Regions from separate parts of the Oryctolagus cuniculus genome. Here region 2 is linked to region 1. A link is a contact called in public Micro-C data. All regions are on one chromosome and are shown on one strand. Each heading gives the region's core, a stretch centred on a gene start, on an enhancer-like site or on the middle of the called end of the contact. The rest is flanking DNA. Distances are from core to core; before and after follow the strand shown.

Evidence for each region. Hi-C and Micro-C count contacts between places; a contact is called where the count stands out from the background.
Region 2: a contact with region 1 is called in a Micro-C map of ear pinna, with 3 times the contacts expected there. The contact joins two enhancer-like sites. A contact is called at or near these places in 4 of 6 Hi-C or Micro-C datasets (ear pinna, embryonic fibroblasts, psoas muscle and 1 more).

The regions. Positions count from the first base shown.
Region 1 is chr6:150,866,756-150,870,239 of mOryCun1.1, forward strand. All of the region lies in intron 4 of NSMCE2 (NSE2 (MMS21) homolog, SMC5-SMC6 complex SUMO ligase), which reads left to right. Among named protein-coding and RNA genes, the nearest start is that of WASHC5, 130 kb to the left of the region's middle. Within about 2 kb of position 1,611, at least 3 of the 8 cell types and tissues checked have an H3K27ac peak or open chromatin away from gene starts, as enhancers often do. A contact at or near this core is called in ear pinna, where this site is marked.
Region 2 is chr6:151,226,191-151,229,610 of mOryCun1.1, forward strand. The region is part of intron 1 of LOC138849986 (a long non-coding RNA gene); the gene reads left to right. Among named protein-coding and RNA genes, the nearest start is that of TRIB1, 180 kb to the left of the region's middle. Within about 2 kb of position 2,026, at least 1 of the 8 cell types and tissues checked has an H3K27ac peak or open chromatin away from gene starts, as enhancers often do. A contact at or near this core is called in ear pinna, where this site is marked.

The DNA.
Region 1 (3,484 bases), core at 361-2,860:
TTAGATTGAGCCATTCAGAGAGCTGCAGTGGCGACAGTGCCAGTCAACAGTTGAAAGTAACGCTTTCCTACCGTCGCAGCCAAGGGGGCTCCTTTCATCCTGTGCCTCCAAAAGCTCTCCGGCAAGCTCCTCCTGTCTTTCTCACTTCTTTCCCCGCCAACCCAGCCATTCTGTCCTGTAGTGCACACTACCAGGTGTGCGGAGCCCTGCAGCTCTTGTGTCATGCTTGGCTCTGTCCAAGTTCCTGAGAGCTGCAGAAGAGGGGGAAGACGTGCAGATGCTGAGCTCCCGCACCTGCTGTTCCGCAGCGCCCCCTGAGAGGAGTATGGGCACAGCCCGCAAGGCAGCCTCTCCAAGGAGCGTTCCACTGGCTTGTTTGTTTTACAGTGCACTTTGAGGAGGCCTCGGTTTTACTTAATAAGGTACTCCCTTTGTTATTTCGTGGCATATTTTATAAGAAAATGCTTTTTCTTAGCATAGGAGCAAATTCTGCTAATTTGCTGAACAAAGCCATCTGCAAGGACATTTTAGCTTTCACTTCAGGCTTTGGCAGTTGTGGACAAATGATCATCCTGTTTGATGAGGTGTAAAATAACACACTTGAACTGAAGAATGAACACATTTCCAGATGCGATGTGAACAGTTTCTTCAAGTAACAATTTCCGAAAGATGGATTTTGATAGACTGTTTACAGTGTTACCAAAGTGTCTCCTGAGTCTCTCTCAAGTTGCCCCCACTTGGTACCCACACGTGTACCACTTAACAATTACGGACACTTTTGATTCAATTCAGACTTTACTGCAAAAGAAGAATGCATACCATTTTGTTCAGTCAGAATCTAGCATTCTTTCTTGAACTTTCTCTTGGCACGTTAAGCTGACATATTGGGCATGGAGATGATGCACTGGAAATAACGCATTCCTACCCCGAGGACTGTGTGACTTTCAACTAACTACGTACGTGGCCCAGTTGTCATGTGGGTTTACTTTTATACCATGCCCGGCTCTGACATTTTAAGCTAACATTTTTGACATTCACCAGAAAAGGAAGGTGACTGTACAGTGATCAGATGATAAATTCTAATCATGGGACATTCACATTTATAATTGAAGAGAGTACATCCTTTGTAATTGAAGATAGTGCTCACGAGGACAGGGAGTAGCCAAGGGCAGAGAGCCGGGGTGAACAGCTGCTCTCCCTGCACTGGGTCCCCTCCTATCGGCAGCCAGCATCAGGCTAGATCTCCTTTGTGATTCTCCGGGGCCTCTGGGGTTTGGGAAGTCAGTTCCAGCGTTGGAGTCCACTCTGGGTTAGTGTTTCCCTGTCCCACTTTCTGACTCCTGGAGGAAGGAATGCACTTGTCTGAGAGGGAGTGGAAATGACTCTTGAGAATAAAAACTTGATTTTCATCCTAAGAAGGTGGGAGCCAGAGGAGGAGGAGCGAGAGGAGAGTTGGAAGCAGGGAAATAAGTGTGATTAGGGGAGGAAATTTGGGAGGGAGAATGGGACAGAAGATGGAGGAGAGGAAGAAATGACTTTCTCTCTTCCCCTTACTCCCCCCTTTTTGCCGCTCTGGTTATTTCTGCTTTTCCTAGTTTCCTCTTTTCTCTGCCCTTTTGATGGCACTGCCCTCCAACACTGTTCTCTCCTCTTCTCCCTCGTCTTTCTGTGTCTTTCTCTACCTGCTTCCACCCCACCCCCTTCAGCTGTCTTTGTGACCCCCATTCCCCTTCACAGAGTGTCCACCAGTGAGTGCTACAGGTACAGTCACGGCTGGTGCAGTCTCGGATAGCTCACTCTGACAAGCTTAATCAGACATTCCTGGTTCCCTTCAAATCAGAATGAGTCCCTGCCTTGGCGTGTTCATCCTGAAGTTGGGGGTGCAGTCCCCGGATCCGTGAGCAGGAGAGGGCCTGCCAGGACACTGCCATTGTGGAAGAGATTCCTGCAGTGGTGTCGGGCAGTGGTGAGGGAGTGTGCGCATCCTTGACTGGAGGATTGGTGAGGCTCAGAGAGCAAACCACACAGCTGGTGAGGGCGGGGCTAACTGGAATGCCAGCCTGGGCCTTCCCCCCCAGAGCTGCTGCTTTGGGACCTGCCAAATAAGGAGTCACATGTTGACTTACTCTGCCTTCTGTTTAGAGCTAAGGACAACTTTTGTTAATATGTTTTTCTAAGCCACAGCATTAACTCTTGGTTTTTGATCATGTCTACAGCTGTATATTGCAATTAATACTAAAAATGGAGAAGCCCTCTGCTTTGCTGGTAACTTTTTGGTGTTTGTAAATCTGAGTAAGTGTTCATTAGAATTTCCTTATATCTAATCATTTTTCATTTTCTGACAGTAAAAATGGGTATATTGTAAAATATTCAGTTTAGATGGCAAAGTGAAAATCACCTGTAATCCCATTACCCACAGATAACCATATATCAACATCTTGTATATTTCCTTAGTCTTTTTTTTATAAAATACATATTTGCAAAATTGAGATCAGTTTAGTATCCTGATTATTTCACTCAGCAGTGTTGGCTCAGTAAATATTTCAAAACAATTTTAAATTGATCCCTAATGTCCCATTTATGTGTGCACCATTGATTTATTCCTCTTTGGATCATTGTCCTGTACCAATGTTACCTCCAGTCTATCAGTGGATAACAATTGATATTATCAATTTTTAATGTCAGAGTAATAGTCTAAAAATATCTTGTTCTGTGCATTGAGTCTTAAGTATCAAAATAACAGGTTTTGGATTTATTGTTATTGTATTATATATTACAGAAACTATATCATGGTAAATTTTTCCAGTTGACACTGAGTTTACCAGAAAAATTCAGAAGCTCACATAAGTGATTGGTGTTGTGTTTGGGCAAAAATTTATGAAAGTGCTCTGATGTATTTATTGAATTAGCGGACATTTTACATTAAGTCACTCCCAGCACAAGGTGTTAGTTGCTCAATTAAACAGAAGGAAAGCACAGTTTCTACCTGCAGGAAGCTCATGGTTTAGAGCAGGTAATAAATGTAGATGAGTAATAATGTAACACAAATACATAAATATGCAACAAAGTAAAGCTGCAGGCAGTCTGCTTGGAAAAAACAAAAGTGAATGCGATGAATGTTGACCAGCAGAATGAAGGGAAGACTTCCTGGAAGAGTGAACATTTGAGCTGGGCCTCGAAGCACGATCGAATTTCACTGGAGAAGGCAGTTTAAAGGGCATTTGAGGCTATAATCAGTGCCCCAGGGGACTGAGAGCTTGTGTCATCTTCTAGAAAAGCACATGTTCCAGAGGGTCTGGCAGGGAAGGTGCTGCTTCATGGGGGCAGTTGTAAAGGAAGCATGCAGAGGAGAGGCGTAGCAGGTGAACCTAGAGCAAGACGATCAGTTACTGTGCACCTGGCTCTGTACTAAGCTCCTTCTCATATATGTCTTATCTCATTCCGGTCATATAACAGTCCTGGGAGCTGTTCATATTGCCACTCA
Region 2 (3,420 bases), core at 776-3,275, 360 kb after region 1:
CCTTAGTAGGAATTAACTTACTTGATAAATAGTCCTAGGAGATAGTTACTCTCAGTCTTCTTGCTTTATAGAGGAGGAAATTGAGGCATAGAAATAGCTTGTCCCAGGTCATACAGCTCGTGGGTCACAGAGGCGAGGTTCGAACCCAGGGCGAGCCCAACAGTCTGTTCCACCGCCTCTCGTGAGTGATGCCTGGCAAACAGTGGGTGTTTAGTGAATGTTGAATGAGTGCTTTGGGTCATTGAGTGTTTTGATTGCCCAGCCTAGAGACAGAGGAGTCACAGGGATCAGCTCCTGAAAGGGTAAGTGCTTCTGTTTGTTCACCTTATCTCTAGAGATGGTTGGGGATGTGCCCTTGAGCAGCGCGCCTCTTCCTGGTCTAGACCCAGCACAGCCTTCCAGAAGCAGCCGCGTCCTCACCGCCATGGCCCTGCAGGCTGCTGGGCCTCAGCCCTCTGCCTAGAATGTCCTTGCCCTGTCTCCCTCCCTTCCTCCCTGCCACCTGGTGCTGTATGAGAAACCCCTCTGTCTTCCTTCTCACAACCCTCTGGCAAATCCTGCTCAGCTGCCACCTCTCTGCCTAGCTCTCCCTCATGGAACACACTCTCTGTTACTTACATGCACACACACTCATGGCAAAGTGGGGAATGTGCCAGACGCCTGGCTGGCAGTCTGGCTCTGCCACTCGGTACAAACCTCTCCACTGACTCTCAGTTTTCCCATCTGTGAAATGGTGCTGATCAGACCACAAAACTCACTGGGATTGTGTGAGGATGAAGGAGAATACACAGAGTACTGTCGATGTGCACTTAGGGCACTGAGGCTGGGGTGCGGAGACACTTGCTGTGTGCATGCTCCATGCATGCCTTTCATTTTTCTGGAATGTGGGTCCTGCACACCCTGGATGTGCCCTTATGTATTTGTATATCTCTAATTTTTAGTAGAGTGCCTGGTACACAGCAGGTGCTCAGTGCATGTACATAAAACTGAAGTTCAACAAAGCAAGGATTTATTGAGCACCTAAAATGTACTAAGGGCTGAGTATACAGAGATGGGCAGGGGGCAGCTGGATGTTCCAGATGCACTTAGGTTAAGAGAGCCCGTAAGGGACTGAGGGAAAGCCAGCATGGTGCAGTTGTCCACTCACTGACTCATTGAGGAGTTTGTGGGGCATTTGTGTGGTACAATGGGTTAAAGCCCCGACCTGCAGTACCAGCATCCCAGTGGGCACTGGTTCCAGTCCTGTTTGCCCCACTTCCAATCCAGCTTCCTGCTAATGTGCCTGGGAAAGCAGCAGAGGATGGCTCAAGTCCTTGGACCCCTGAACCCATGTGTGAGACCCGGAGGAAGCTCCTGGCTCCTGGCTTTGGATCAGCTCAGCTCCGGCCATCATGGTTGCAGTGAACCAGAGGATGGAAGTCTTTCTCTCTCTCTCTCTCTCCCTTTCTGTAATTCTGTCTTTCAAATAAATAAAATGAATCTTTAATAAAAGGCATCGTGGCCCCAGGGTATGGGGAGACAGAGAAGAATACAAGGTCTCCTGGTCCCCCAGGAGATGCCCTCAAGTATACAACATGGACAATGAGTGCTGTCATAGAAGGACAAGCAAGGCGGGCTGGGAGGCACAGAGGGCACAGAAATCGGCACATCCATCTGTCAGGGATGGGGACGGGCAGCGGGTGCTGTTGACTCTGCTTTTGCCTGTGTGGACCCTGGGCTTGGGTCTCGGCGTCTCCTTTTCTTCCTTCCAGCCTGAGTGTTCACCTTCCCTCAGTGAGTTCACCTTGGAGGCTTCCCCCATTACTCTGTTGTTGTCCTCCGATGCTCACCACAGTCCACAGGGAATGAGAGGTGGGCAAGGAAAGGGGAGCTATCACTTCGGGAATACCTAGCAGGTGCCAGGCCCAGCGCTCTGTAGTGGCTCTGCACTATTTAGGCTTCCCAGCCCTCTTGTGGGACCAGGATTACTCTCCTCTGTGTTTAGACTACAAGAGAGGCCCCAAGAGGGCACGTGCCTTTGCCCAAGGTCACCAGCTGGAAACCAGAACCAGACTTGGAATCCAAGACCAGCTGCCTCCCCGTACCACGGCGCTTTAATGGCTCTGGGAGAGGCCAGGTAGGCAAGAAAGGAAATGGAGTGATTCGTTTACTGCCCCAGGCATTTTCAGCAACAAGCAAGTGATTTCCCTAATTCAGGTCGGCTATTAACACAGGCTTGGCAGTAAGAATGAGGTTGTAGAAAAACAGGTTTTCTTCCCAACTCAGCAGCACCACCTGCAGGATCTAAGGGAACACTGCAGAAACGGTCGGGTGGGCAAAGTGGGAGGGAGAGGAATTTAACTGCAGAACTGGTGAAGTGTGTATGACCCTGCATCCCTTCTGACTTCCAGTCTGGTCCTCCTCCCCTCCCACTCTTCCTTTCCCCTCTCCCCATTCTTATTTCCCATTCATTCAATCAACTTTTATTGAGTACTTAATCTTGGCTGTATTCCTCTTTGTGAGATACAAATAGAGAAAATTTGCTCTTTAAAAAAAACCAAGATTTATTTATTTAGTTATTTATTTGAGAGGCAGAGCCACACATACACACAGAGAGGGGTGGGGAGAGGGAGAGAGAGAATCTTCCATCCAGGGGTTCATTCCCCAAATGTCCACAACAGCACAACAGCTAGGGCCGGACCGGGCTGAAGCTGGGAGTCAAGAAATCCATCCGGTGCCCCATGTGCATGGCAGGTAGCCACGTACTCGGGTCATCATCTGCTGTCTCCCAGGCACCTTAGCAGGAAGCTGCATCAAAAGTTGAAGTAGCCAGGACTCAAACCTGGCATTCCTATATTGGATATGGACATCCAAGTGGCAGCTTAACTCGTGGTGCCATGACACACAACACCTTCCTCTCAGATTTGCTTGTTGACCTATTGACAGTAACAATGTACTTGATGGTTACAACTAAGATGCATTGAGCAGTGCCAAGTGTAGGCACCATGCTAAGGCTTTGTCTCAGTCACTCCTTAGGGAGGGTGAGGGACATCCCTGGAATGAGAAGTTGGAGGACTGGAAGTCAAACCCAGATCCTTCTGACTCCAGAGCCAGAGATCAAAATCATTAAGCAAAATTGACTCAGGTCTAAGGTTAACCCCACACGTGTCCACACGCTAGTAGAATTGTTTTTTCCCTGGTTCAGATGATGACTTAGTTCCTGTCTGAGGGTGGTGCTCACTCTCCTTTTCAACCCATTGCTTCTTAAGTCCCTTGGAGGTCACACTGAGATTCTAAGTGTCCAGACGTGGTGCTTGGTGTCAGGGATGCAGAAGTGACTGTAGCTCGGGGAGGTGTTCACCATAATACAGGGCAGGTGACAAGACTCACTCTGACAGAAGCACTGCATGGCAACACGGAGCGCCAGGGACACTGTAGCTG